Regions from separate parts of the Xenopus tropicalis genome. Here region 2 is linked to region 1. Evidence: chromatin contacts called from public Hi-C data. All regions are on one chromosome and are shown on one strand. The core of a region is the stretch at or near the end of the contact, and the rest is flanking DNA. Distances in the headings are between cores, read along the strand shown.

What was found. Hi-C and Micro-C count contacts between places; a contact is called where the count stands out from the background.
Region 2: a contact with region 1 is called in a Hi-C map of neurula embryo, with 2.4 times the contacts expected there. The contact joins the promoter of ssr3 here to the promoter of lekr1 in region 1. A contact is called at or near these places in 2 of 5 Hi-C or Micro-C datasets (brain and neurula embryo).

The regions. Positions count from the first base shown.
Region 1 is chr5:116,092,946-116,099,057 of UCB_Xtro_10.0, forward strand. lekr1 (leucine-, glutamate- and lysine-rich protein 1) reads right to left here and starts at 4,172. Exons shown (of 13, transcript XM_018094379.2): 1 at 3,743-4,172. The coding sequence starts at 3,933.
Region 2 is chr5:116,248,050-116,254,374 of UCB_Xtro_10.0, forward strand. ssr3 (signal sequence receptor, gamma (translocon-associated protein gamma)) reads left to right here and starts at 3,965. Exons shown (of 5, transcript NM_001005080.1): 1 at 3,965-4,238; 2 at 4,396-4,522; 3 at 5,223-5,321. The coding sequence starts at 4,106.

The DNA.
Region 1 (6,112 bases), core at 2,922-5,421:
TTTTTTTAAAACGACGTAGTACCTACGGTCTTGGCATGGAAAGGGATAAAGCACAATGCAGAACCGAAAAAGCAATGAAACACAAAAGCAATGAACAAATGAAATCAATAATATAAAACTGATCAGTGATGTGTGTAAAGGCTAAAAAGTAAAAAATATGTATGTGTGCACACTTGCAAAGAAGTGATAGGGTGTATAGGTGTGTATATGTGTGTGTAAGTGTATGTAAGTGTAAAAAAAAAAAAAATGGAAACTGCAAAAAAAATGACAATTAGTGTAAATGGTGTAATGTGTGTGTAATAGTGCAAAAATTGTACCTGGGGCAGATCTCAAAGGCAGGCAGGCAGATCTCTGTGCTGGAGGGTCGCAGGGGGCTGCAGGCAGGTCCAGGAGGCTCCAAGAGTGAAGGGGGCGGCGCCAGAGGGGGGATTTTTATACCCCACGCAGCAGGCACGTCTTGATGACGTCGCTGCGACTTGGGGTCAGTCTGGGGGCGATCGAAGGAGGGAGAGGACCATCAGCGTCGGTATGCTTGTTGCCTAGGGGGTTGTGGGGCTGGCAGCACGTCTCTGCACTCGCATTGATCGGCGAGTGCAGAGAACGCGCTGGCTGAATGTAAAACGTAGCTCCTACGTGCTGGGCACTTAGCGACTTATTTTGTCAGCACGTAGGAGCTACGGTCTTGGCAGCCAAAGGGTTAAATATATTTAAAAGCTAAAAAATGGGTAGTGGCAAGGGCAGCAAAGCTGGAGTGAGAGGGTGATATATGGGAACCAACTCCTATCACTTCTACAAGCTGTATGTAATGGCCTCCAGCACCCTCTGTCCTACAAGCAGTGTATACATTTCCTCCAGCCAATGGTTGTCATGGCAACCAGTGTGTTGCTAACCTGAGAAATAAACACTTGCTGTTTTGTTTTCTTCACTTAACACAGAGAAAGGGGCGGTCGTTTCTCTAGAAGAGAGGGCCTCCAATTATAAGTGCTTACTGTTTCCCTCACATAAATGATATTCCCTGAAAAGGCTTTAAAGCCCATCGTTCAAGAATACAAAGTTACCTTAAACCAGTGGTTCCCAACCTTTTTAGCAACAAGGGCTGGTTTCAAGCAGGACAATTTTTCCAAGGACCAGCGGGGGGGCGTTGCAATAAAACTATTCAGTGAATAATATATAATTATTACATATATAATGTAAATGTAATTATTTTATTTAAAAAAATGATGTGTCATTATTTACACAACGCATTCATTTGCATACGGATGCCGTTCCGTTCCCCACATCATAGATACATTCAAAATGGAAGCAGCACACAGATTATCTTCAATGCAAAAAGTGCATTAAAGGAGAATCAAATCACATATGCAAAATTTAAGGTACCCTTTATCAAGCCTTAAATAATGTAACTAACCCAGTAGATTACATTTAAAGGGATACACAGAAAATTACATCACCATCAGTTACTATAGTGACCAACATCTCATCAATGGATATACAGCACAAAAATAGGAACTCTCAAGCAATATATACTAAAAGTTAATTCATACAAAAATTACAAAAACAAAACTAAATCATAATCTCTATTTAATCCTATAGGATTTAAGGGCTCTGGCACACGGGGAGATTAGTCGCCTGCGGCAAAACTCCCTGTTCGCGGGCGACTAATCTCTAAATCGCGCCGCCGCGTGTGCCATCCCGCCGACGACTTACATGTTCGCCGGTGGGATGGCAGGGGAAGGCAACTCGGGGAGATTAGTCGCCCGCGAACAGGGAGTTTTGCCGCGGGCGACTAATCTCCCCGTGTGCCAGAGCCCTAAGAGTTTAAATGTGTTGCTCCACCAAACCTCTCTCTGTTTAAGGCTAAATTCTCTACCCCCTCCCCTTTAAAAGTAAAACAATGAATGAATACCAAACCAACAGATTATATTATGTTAAGTGACCTATTAAAGAAACTCGCCAAACTGAAATATATATATCAGTAAATATTGCCCTTTTACATCCTTTCTCTTGATCCACCATTTAATGATGGGCTGTGTGCTCCCTCACATGACAGGAAATAATGTTTCAAATTCCTAGGAAATAATGCAGCTCTAACTGAGCTGCGACAAATCTCCCTTGTTGTGGGCGACTAATCTCCCCGATATGACATCCCACCGGTGGAAATGTAAATCTTGGTGGGATGGCATACGCAGCGGCGCGATCGCAAAGTTGCCTCTCGAGTGATTTACACAGTCAGGATTTATATAGAAAGAGCAGCTCATTTGCTCCATCCAGGAGAGAGAGTAAAGGAGTAGTCTCTTAACAGGCTTAAGGTGCCCATACACGGGCCGACTATAGCTGCCGATATCGGTCCCTTGGACCGATTCGGCAGCTAATCGGCCCGTGTATGGGCAGAACAGAGCTGCCTGGCCGACCGATATCTGGCCTGAAATTGGCCAGATCTCGATCGGCCAGGTTAGAAAATCCGGTCGGATCGGGGACCGCATCGGCTCGTTGATGCGGTCCCCGAACCGACTGCCCCATAAGCTCAAATGTAATCCGATCGTTTGGCCCCAGGGCCAAACGATCGGATTATTTTTTTTTAAAGCAGCTTCCTACCCGATATCGCCCACCCGTAGGTGGGGATATCGGGTGAAGATCCACTCGCTTGGCGACATCGCCAAGCGAGCGGATCTTATGGTGTATGGGCACCTTAACTTGCCTTAGATTAGGGACACAGAAGTGCTAGGGATATAGGCCAGCAATTAACCCTGCCCTTACCTCTACTAAGAGAAGGGATTAACCGGTGAGCTGCCTCCTACCATTCTGTTGGCTGTCATATCCTACCCATACCTCTTTATGAGAAGGAATAAACAGAAGGCACCATACTTCATCTGCTTGATTTGTTTTAACATCATTTGTGCTATTGAATACCTGTTACCTCATCTGAGTGAGTATTGATATCCCTGCATTTATAATCTGGTCTTGGACAAATAAACAGTTCCTTTGTTTTGCAAGAGCTCCTGGCATCCATTATCTATTCTTAAATCTGCATTTACATCTAATACACTACACAGTGGCAGTGGTGGGGTATAGTTCAACAACATCCTCCAGTAGTTTCTCCCATATAGCGGAGGCCCATCCTGATGTATGAGAGTCGCATGTAACCAATGATCTACTCCTAGCCTGGTTTTGGTTCAATCTAGCCTAAAATAGTGTTACATACATATATAGATATCGTCCCATATGATTTAATCTGCCTATAATAACGTGGAGGGAAACACAAAAACATACAAACACTTGGTTAACAGGACCCTGGCAATAGTAACCAGTACACTACAGCCCCATCCCTCCTTGAATCATTTCCTCGGCTACAAAGCACCCCGCAGCCTTCCTGCACTGAGCCTCCCTAACCCTAGCTGCCTCCCTAACCCTAGCTGCCTCCCTAACCCTAGCTGCCTCCCTAACCCTAGCTGCCTTTATCACTGACCAACTCGCAGCCCCCGCCCCCAGCAGCTGCTAAACTAAACTTCCACAACATTAACTGTCACTTCTTCGTGAGGGAGAGTTCCTTTAACCCTTTGCTGCATGCAGTATGAGAGCGAGTTACACGCACAGCTCTGTCCCAAGCCTGAGAACAACAACCCAACTGTGTCCCACAAATAGCAAGTGTGCGTGGCTCGGTTAGTGCACTCCACCACACGCATAGCGTGACTACTAGCCCAGAGCCGCTCAATGACTCGCCAGAGCTCCACCCTCCGATCACCTGCTGTTCTCTCCTCTTCCCCCAAGCACAGGAAAAGGGCTCAAAGGGCAGCTGTGAGGCAGCACGAAATGCATGCAGTGTGCAGCCGGGACAGCCTGCCTTATCACGCAAGCCCAAGCACAGAGACACGATGCGTGCAAAGCGCTCAGCCCAGTGGTGGGAGGGCTCCATTCAGCACACGAACATAACATGTGGGCTTCTCACTGAGCCTGCTGATTATCAAACTGCCGGCATGTTCCCGGTATCGGCACAGTGGGCTGGGCGCGTCTCAGTCTACGTCAAGGAGAGGGACTTCTATAGGCATCTTGTGCGGGGTTAGTCGTGAGCCGCTCATCACAAGCAGACGTACAGACGACGTATACACACACTGAACTGCTAAAGATATGACTCATGGCAATGGGAAAGCCAGTCAAGCAGGGTGGTGGTCCTGTCACAGTTTCTAATCATTAAATTTTAGCTTGATGTTATATTGTGGCCTGTCTGTTAGCAAGAAAAGTAAAGTAAAAGTAAATCAATTTTTTACTGATTAAATATGTGTAAACCAGGTTGTGAGAGAATTTAGGGCAGCACATCCCCCTCTAGGTGGCTGGGCACCCTCACTGTTCACCACAAAAATGCGTCGGGGGCCCTGTTGCATACTCTGCACCCAGGCCTGGGGATGTCTAGTTACACGACTGCCTGTGTCTGTAGTTGCGAAGCACAGAGCATGTGGATTGTGCCTGTTTTTGCAGTTTGCACCCTCTCCCCACCATGTAAATGAGCCCTAGGGGTTTACTAGGCCTCTGCCCTACCATTTGGACATTGAAATTCAAACACAATGCTAATGTGATTGGTACAGGAAGATAGAGGTAGGAAGTCTCCACCTGGTGAGTTAAGGGCAGTGGCACACGGGTAGATTAGTCGCCCCATGACAAATTTTCATTACCGCGGGCGACTAATCTCCCTGCAATGCCATCCCACCAGCAAGAATGTAAATTCCCGCTGGGATGTCATATACGTTGCTATGATTTTCCGAAGTTGCCTCTCAAGAACACTTCGGGCGACTTTGGGAAATCACAGCGACCCGACTAATCTCCCTGTGTGCCACAGCCTTTAAGGGAATCAGCGCCTATGAAATGGGATTAGTGATGTGCTGGACAAACAGAGCTATTTCTGTATGGGAATTTCCTTGCAGATTTTGCAAATAAAGGATCCCGGCAAAGAAAGGTAAACAGACAAAATACTGAGGTATTTTAAGTGAGTTCTATTGCTCAAGGAAAATAAGTGCAAATATGTGCTCATGTGAGTTTGGCCTAATAAAGACAACAAAGTGTTTCCACACACAGCTGACTTAAATAAGGCTTTGTCAGGCAGTGTCCTAAGATCAGGGATCCTCAACCTTTTATACCTGTGAGCCACACTCAAATGGAAAAAGTTTTGTAGAGCAACACAAGCATGAAAAAAGTTCCTGGAGGTGCCAATAAGAGCTATAATTGGCTATTTGGTAGCTCCTATGTTGACTGGAAGCCCACAGAAGGCTCTGTTTGGCAATTACACTGGGTTTTTATACAACCAAAACTTGCCTCCAAGCCAGAAATTCAAAAATAAGCACCTGCTTTGAGGCACTGGGAGCAATGGTCAAGGGGTTGGTGAGCAACATGTTGGTCAAGGGGTTGGTGAGCAACATGTTGGTCAAGAGCCACTGGTTGGGGATCACTGCCTTAGATCATATTGCTTGCATGGCATGTGTAACTTTTTCCTGCAGGAGCAAACAGCATGAACTACAATTCCCAAATTACCCACGGTAGCTGAGATTAACTATGGGCGACTAATCTCCCCGTGGGCCATGGCCCTTGGTTCGGCGATTCTCAAACTGTGGGGATGGGGGGCAGACACACTGGCAATCTGTGGATTCTGCCAAATGCCAAAGGGGGCTGCTTTAAGATGCCATAGACTGTCACTATCAATGGGGAGGATGGGCCTCTGTGTACTTGAAATGCCTACTTACATTTGGCAAGAATGTCTATTTACTTATCTAATGAGCCAAGGGGCACCCTGTCCAACAACCTTTACACATTTAGTGTATCATGTGCCTTAGATGCATAGGCTATTCTCTCTAGTTTTGCAAGCCGTAGGCTGTAATTAAACTAATTAAACACAGTACTCCTATGTCCTTTGTACTGCACAACAATGCCATATTTACTAAAGTGTTTCCAGATCTGTCCAGAGGCTGGAGTCCATTCTGTCTCCAAACTTACTCCCACCCTTCCCTTTGGGTGATTAAGTTTTATCTTCTGACATTGCTGTTATTATGTATTATAGCCACCCAGTGGGTGTAGCCCATTTATGGCTGCCCATAGTATCCTCATCAATGCTGTGATGGGTGTTCTG
Region 2 (6,325 bases), core at 2,715-5,214, 150 kb after region 1:
AATGTAAGACTAGAGCTCACCATAGAAAAATTCACCCATTTTCTATTCATACCTATGAGATTTTTAGAAGTGATAAATATGCTTCTAAAAATCTCATACGAATGAATAGAAGGTGGGTGATTTTTTCTATAGTGAGCTCTAGTTTTACGTTTTGATAAATCTGCCCCTTAGTGTCATCACAATAAGATATTCTATTAATAGTGCTAACTATGCAGTTTTTTTTATAACATAATATATAGAATACAATAATATATAACAATATATATTGATAAAATATATTCATTATTTTTTCTAAAGATAGATCCCTTCAGTTCTTCAGCCACCTGCCTATGAACCAGAGGAAGTCTTCTCAGTGCAGCTGAAGTACACATGGTACTTAGGAGTTGCTTTGGTGCCATGTATACTTATTTCTGATTGGCTGTAGCTGCCATAAGAACATATTAGGACATTTTACATTTCTTTTAATAGCAGTTCTTTCGTCTGCTCCAAAATGTTCTAAGTACATGTAAATACCATGCTTTCTAGAAATGATAACGAGTGTTTGAAGAGTGCAGCCTACAACATAGATTATGTAGATGATTTAGGGCATTATCATTTTTTGGTGAGAGCGGACTATTAATTGAATAACACTGTCAGTCATTCCAGTGGATTATAGGAACTGCCAAGAGCATCTGTGGTATTCCCTGTAAGTCACTGTTCCATGTTGCTGTGTTTCTGGCTTCAGATGACCCTTAATGTAGTTGTAGAGTTCCCTTGGGTAACAAGTGGCAGAATTTATTAGACAGGCAATACTTGCATAGTAGACACAATCTTTTAATAATAGAAAGTACAAAAACCCAAATGGGGATAAAGAAATAAAAGGTGCAATGTTTGCAATTGGTCTAGTAACCCAAAACAGCCAATCGGCAGGTAGCATTTAGCGTTTCAGATGCCCGAAACCTTGCTTGTAATAATGCAGAAGCTAGAGGATGGTTAGAATGCCATAAGATACCCATCAATAGCAGAGCAAAGTTCTGACATTTTCTAAATAAACTTTGCTTTAAGTGTACTTGATATTTTAAAAAGTTAACATTACCATTTTTAATGTTATGGCATCATTGCTACATTAACACTGTAACACTGTCTCTTTGCTTTCCCTTGCATGCCATCTTGTGTTCTTTTCTGGTACTGTGATGCAAATTGCCACAGCTGTCGCAGTGACCCATGGCTTCACTCGTACCATAGGAACATATTTCCAAGGGTATTAATATGCCAAATGCAGAATGGCACCTCAATGGAGAGTCTGCCCACAAAGGTACCAGCCCAGCAGCCCCCACAGACAGCTGCTAAGCCTTAGATCCCAGCCAAAAAATAAAAATGTAAACTAAAATTCAGAAGTGCTCAGAAATCACCTGAGAAAGTTTACTCTTTTCTATTTTGCAACACATAACTTAAATCTGGAAAACAACGTTCCTTACTCAGTCAGCCAGTTCTCTTTTTAGCTGTAAACATGCACCAAAAACTGACAGAATTTGAATTCAAACCAAAATAACTGGATAAAATGTGAATACGTCACATCTTCTGCAATCCCACTGTACAACTTTCTTTTCCCTACAGAATTAAAAGTAAATAGGTTTGTTTGAGATGATAACCTCCATCATAAAACCACATAGTATAACCATGGAAAAGGCACCACAGGAAAAAACCACATGTTACATTAGCCTGAGATTCTGAAATTCTTCTATTGTGTTACATCTCTGCAGTCTGATTATTTCTTTATAAAAGCACTGTGTCTCGGCAGCGGGGACCTGCGTTCAATCCCAGCGTGGGCACTATCAGCAAGGAGTTTGTGTGTTCTCTCCATTGGGCAGATTTACTTACTCCAAATTTTCACTTTGGGAATCTTCACCACACTTCGTGCAACTACATCAGGAGTTTGATTACGCTGATTCATCAAAATTACATTCTCAAGATGTAATACTGTATATAAAATTATCATTAACACATCTGAAAATGAAAAGTCTTTCTTTAATGTTACATTGGTTGACTCCCTTCCCTTGTCACATGTCCTGCTCTGCCATTTTATTGCTTGTCTTGCTGCGTACTGTATGTGACAAGATACCAATTTGCCTATTTGGATGCAGCAGAAGCAGGAATACAAAAGGCAAATAATGCTAACGCTGCAAAGAAGGCTAAGGAGAAAGTTTGGGTGCAGCTTTTAACTCCACATCCTTCAAAGAAAGTGGAGCGATATAAAGAGGAGGGACCCTGACTATGCCATGCAGGCACATGGGACATAGAAAGTAAGCTGTTAAACGTTAGTAAAAAAATTTTATGCTTGTTAAAAATGTGCTACTAAAAAAGTGTATGTCCCATAAGGAAGACAAGCTGCCCATGCAGAGCAGGAGATAGTGGAGCAGGGACAGAGAGAGGAGCAACAGCCTGCACCCCAGAGTCACACATTGAGGAGAATGTAGAGGCAGTGGAGCCCAGTGAAGGGCTCCACATACATAGAAATGTATGTTACTATCCCAGTATGTATATTGTTGTTAGGAGAGGCATTATAACAATGGCCAACATTGACAGTTGATTTAAATGCTTGTGAAAATAGATTAGTACAGGGCTGTGTAACTGGTGGCCCGGAGGCCACATGCAACCCTACAATTTTTATGGCCCCCAGTCTGCTCAAAAGCTCCATACACTTCACTTTGTGACATCATCATTTTATTAAATCCAGCCCTGCAACATGCTATATGACATATGATTGGCCCACTACATGTAATAAGTTGGACATCACTGGATTAGCACATGCATTTGCAAAATCATTAAAAATGCTGTGCTGGGATGTAAGATTTCATGAAATGGCTGGATGGTATCATGGAGCCGCCCACAATGAGCCCAACGAGCCCCACCTCTGAAGGTAATTAAAAATATTAATATGTTTGTTAAAGGTTGTTTTTTGCCACACTCTCTTGAACCTCTATCTGCTAATGAGTCCCCCAAACAACATGACTATAAATTAATCAAATGCAATGTGTATGTTTTATAGAAATCATACTGCCCAGCCAAGGTGAAGCCAGCCTGGAGGAATGTAGCCACAAGGCTAGCGAGGAGGGCACACGGGGGAGCAAGCCAGGAGCCCACCCTTACAGAAATGTGGCAAGAGCTCCAAATGTTTAAAAAAAGGGTGGAGACCCTAGAAAAAAAAAATTACAAAATAAATGTTTATTTAGAAAAAAAAAACATTTTTCAAAACAATGTTTAAAGTTAATAAATAAAACAGGCGTTTGTTAAAATATGGTGTTTTATTACAATTAAATATCTAATGGTAAATATATTTTAGAAATGATGTACACATTATTGGATAGTGTTGTAAAGTGTGAGGAGATTTAGAAAAAAAATCATGTTTTAAAACACAATAAAATCTTTAAACACACTCTCTTGTCAGTAAGAACAAAGTCAGACAGTGAAAACATTAATGTTGTTACTGAACTGTAACAATAAAAAGCTATTTGTAACAAACTGAAATTCTGAGTGCATTGATACCTGGACAAACGGTATAGAGACGTTAATGACTTTAATGAACCACAAACAATCACCAGGTTAAGATATTATTTATTTATAAACTTTTGTGCATTTAAAAATAAAAATTTGTGGGAGGATGTCAGTCAGCATGTGGGAAATGGCCATTACCAATACAGAAGGTACAACTTATAGAAAGAATACTAAATAGTATTTAGTTATCGCCCCATAATTGCCCGCTGCTTCCACCAGAACATAACAATGAAAGTTAGATCGTGTTCTTTTTCCAGATAGTATTTCCACCACCGCATTTATTTAATGTTTTTCAAAATTTCAACAAATGCAGCACACATTTTGCATTGATTTTCAGCGCACATAAAATAACATTTCCCAAGTCCCTTTCCGCTCCAGACACGCCCCTGAGCCCCGTATGCGGAAGCAAAGGCGCCTGGCTGGCAACTTCATTCTGACCCCGCCCATTTTCCAAGCGCTTCCGCTCCCTGAGTGCTGACGAATCAGTACAGAGATTTCTCTGACGGTGGCTGAGGAGGGTCATTCAGTGTGAGACGTGTCTCTACTGTTCATTCTCTCTCCGATACCGGCCATGGCTCCGAAAGGTGGTAACAAGCAGCAGTCCGAGGAAGATCTGCTTTTGCAGGATTTCAGCCGCAACCTGTCGGCTAAATCTTCAGCGCTTTTCTACGGCAATGCTTTCATCGTGTCTGCTATCCCCATTTGTAAGTATCCCGCCACGCAGAGGCCGGGCCCGGGGTTCTTGTTCGCCCTCTCATTGGTATTGGTATTGGTATAATGCAACTTGATGGGCAGTTCCTAACATGCGACTTATTCCTCATGTATATACGTTACATACTGACCTTTTCTTTCCTATTTTAGGGCTGTATTGGAGAATATGGCACATGGATCTGGTGCAGTCGGCTGTGCTATATACAGTAATGACGCTGGTCAGCACCTACCTTGTGGCTTTTGCATACAAGAATGTTAAATTTGTCCTCAAACACAAGTAAGTGCATTTTGTCTGTGCTTCTGGGGAATGAAAGCCAGGTTCCAGCCTCCCTCCTGATCCACCGGGAACCCCTGAAATTGCCCTTCTTGCACTACCTGGGTATTACAGAGTAGCCCGGGGATTGGCAGCTATAATGTGCTGTTCAGTCCATCTAGTCAAGTAGGTTTTATTGTAATTTAAACCATATACAGTACATAGTGAGACGAAACAGCGTTCCTCCAGACCCAAGATGCTACATACATGCAACCCATGAAACGAACGAAAAAAACAAACGAATAGTAACATCAAAGTTTTGTCCGGCTCCGGAGCGGCCGCTACGAGCTACTGCCGCGCCGCCATCTTGGTGATGGCGCTGACCCCAGAGCATGTACAGTGGAAGCCAGGAATAGGTCCTGCATTGGTGCAAGATTGCGCCCACAAACCCTGCCTTGCTACTTTGCTTTTTAAAACCAGATGCAACAAATGGGGCACTTTTTTGGGGGTGGGGGGGGGGTTCTTGGTGGAACAGTTCAGGAGGAATGCCCATGAATTTTAACTAGCAACCTTTCATTCATTTGCTGCATCATTTCTGCATTTCTGTTTTAGAAGTTTGATACAACTCAAAATGAATGTATTGCTCACAAGCCAAGAAGTTAGAATTCCTTCTAGGTGTAATGTTTGAACATTGTTCTTTGTTTCTTTGTGTGTGTGTGTGCAGGGTGGCGCAGAAACGCGAAGATGCTGTTTCTAGAGAAGTGACCCGAAAACTTTCGGAAGCAGACAACAGGAAGATGTCCAGGAAGGAAAAGGATGAAAGGTAACAGCTGCCAGAGCTGTGTAATAGACTACATGGTACATGGTGCTAGGTGTATGTGCTGAAGGAGGAACAGTTTAACTTATCACACAATAAAGTGTGTGTCGCTTTATTTTTAAAGGTAGCCATACATGTACCAGTTACGATCTTTCCTGTGACCATTGGTCGTTCCCACCCTCCACTGACGTCCAGGGCTGGCTGAATCGTCAGTTATGGTGGTAGAAACAATAGGGATTCTACTTCTACCCGACGATTCAGCCCTAAATGCTGATTTTGCCCGATCAAAATTTTTGTCCCATCTAATCGATGAGACAACCCATATCCTAAGCTTTTGTGATAATGGTCGTCCACCATAGACGCACCGAATATTGTACAGAACCTCTGTAGGTGTATGGCCAGCTTTAGGGATCAGAGTTGCCAGTTTATTTTTATGTGGCTTTCAAAGATACATTTAAAAATGTGAAAACACCTATGGTTAAAAAGCATGCTAACAGGTCAAGCAGTGCATACTGTCACTGTTTGGGGGGGAACTTTGTTATCACAGGGAGTGCTCTTGCCATTGGTCGGTTTATAAAGAACTGGTTAGTAGAGACTACACAAAAGCAGATATTTATAACTTCTGTATATTCTGATATAGCACCAAAATATTACACATCATTTTGAATGAAATATTTAAATATTCATATCATTTCCTGCTCTAGTGACTTAAATGGGATGTTCACTTTTGGGCAACTGCCTCAATATAAACAGCCAATGTAATCAAGCAGTGTTTAATTAAAAGTGTTTTTAAAATAACTACCATATAAAATTTTTTATTTCAGTCCTAAAGGTTAGTCACAGTACTGTTTTCGACAGATGGTTATCAAGCTCCTGCCTTTGTGAGCAGACACTGCCCACTGAAATACACTGCAAGGATATTTAGACATGAAGCATTACAACAAAAGCCCTTTCCTCTCCAGTCTTGTTTTGCATGTAATTGAGCCGATGGGCAGAATTGTACCAGCCAA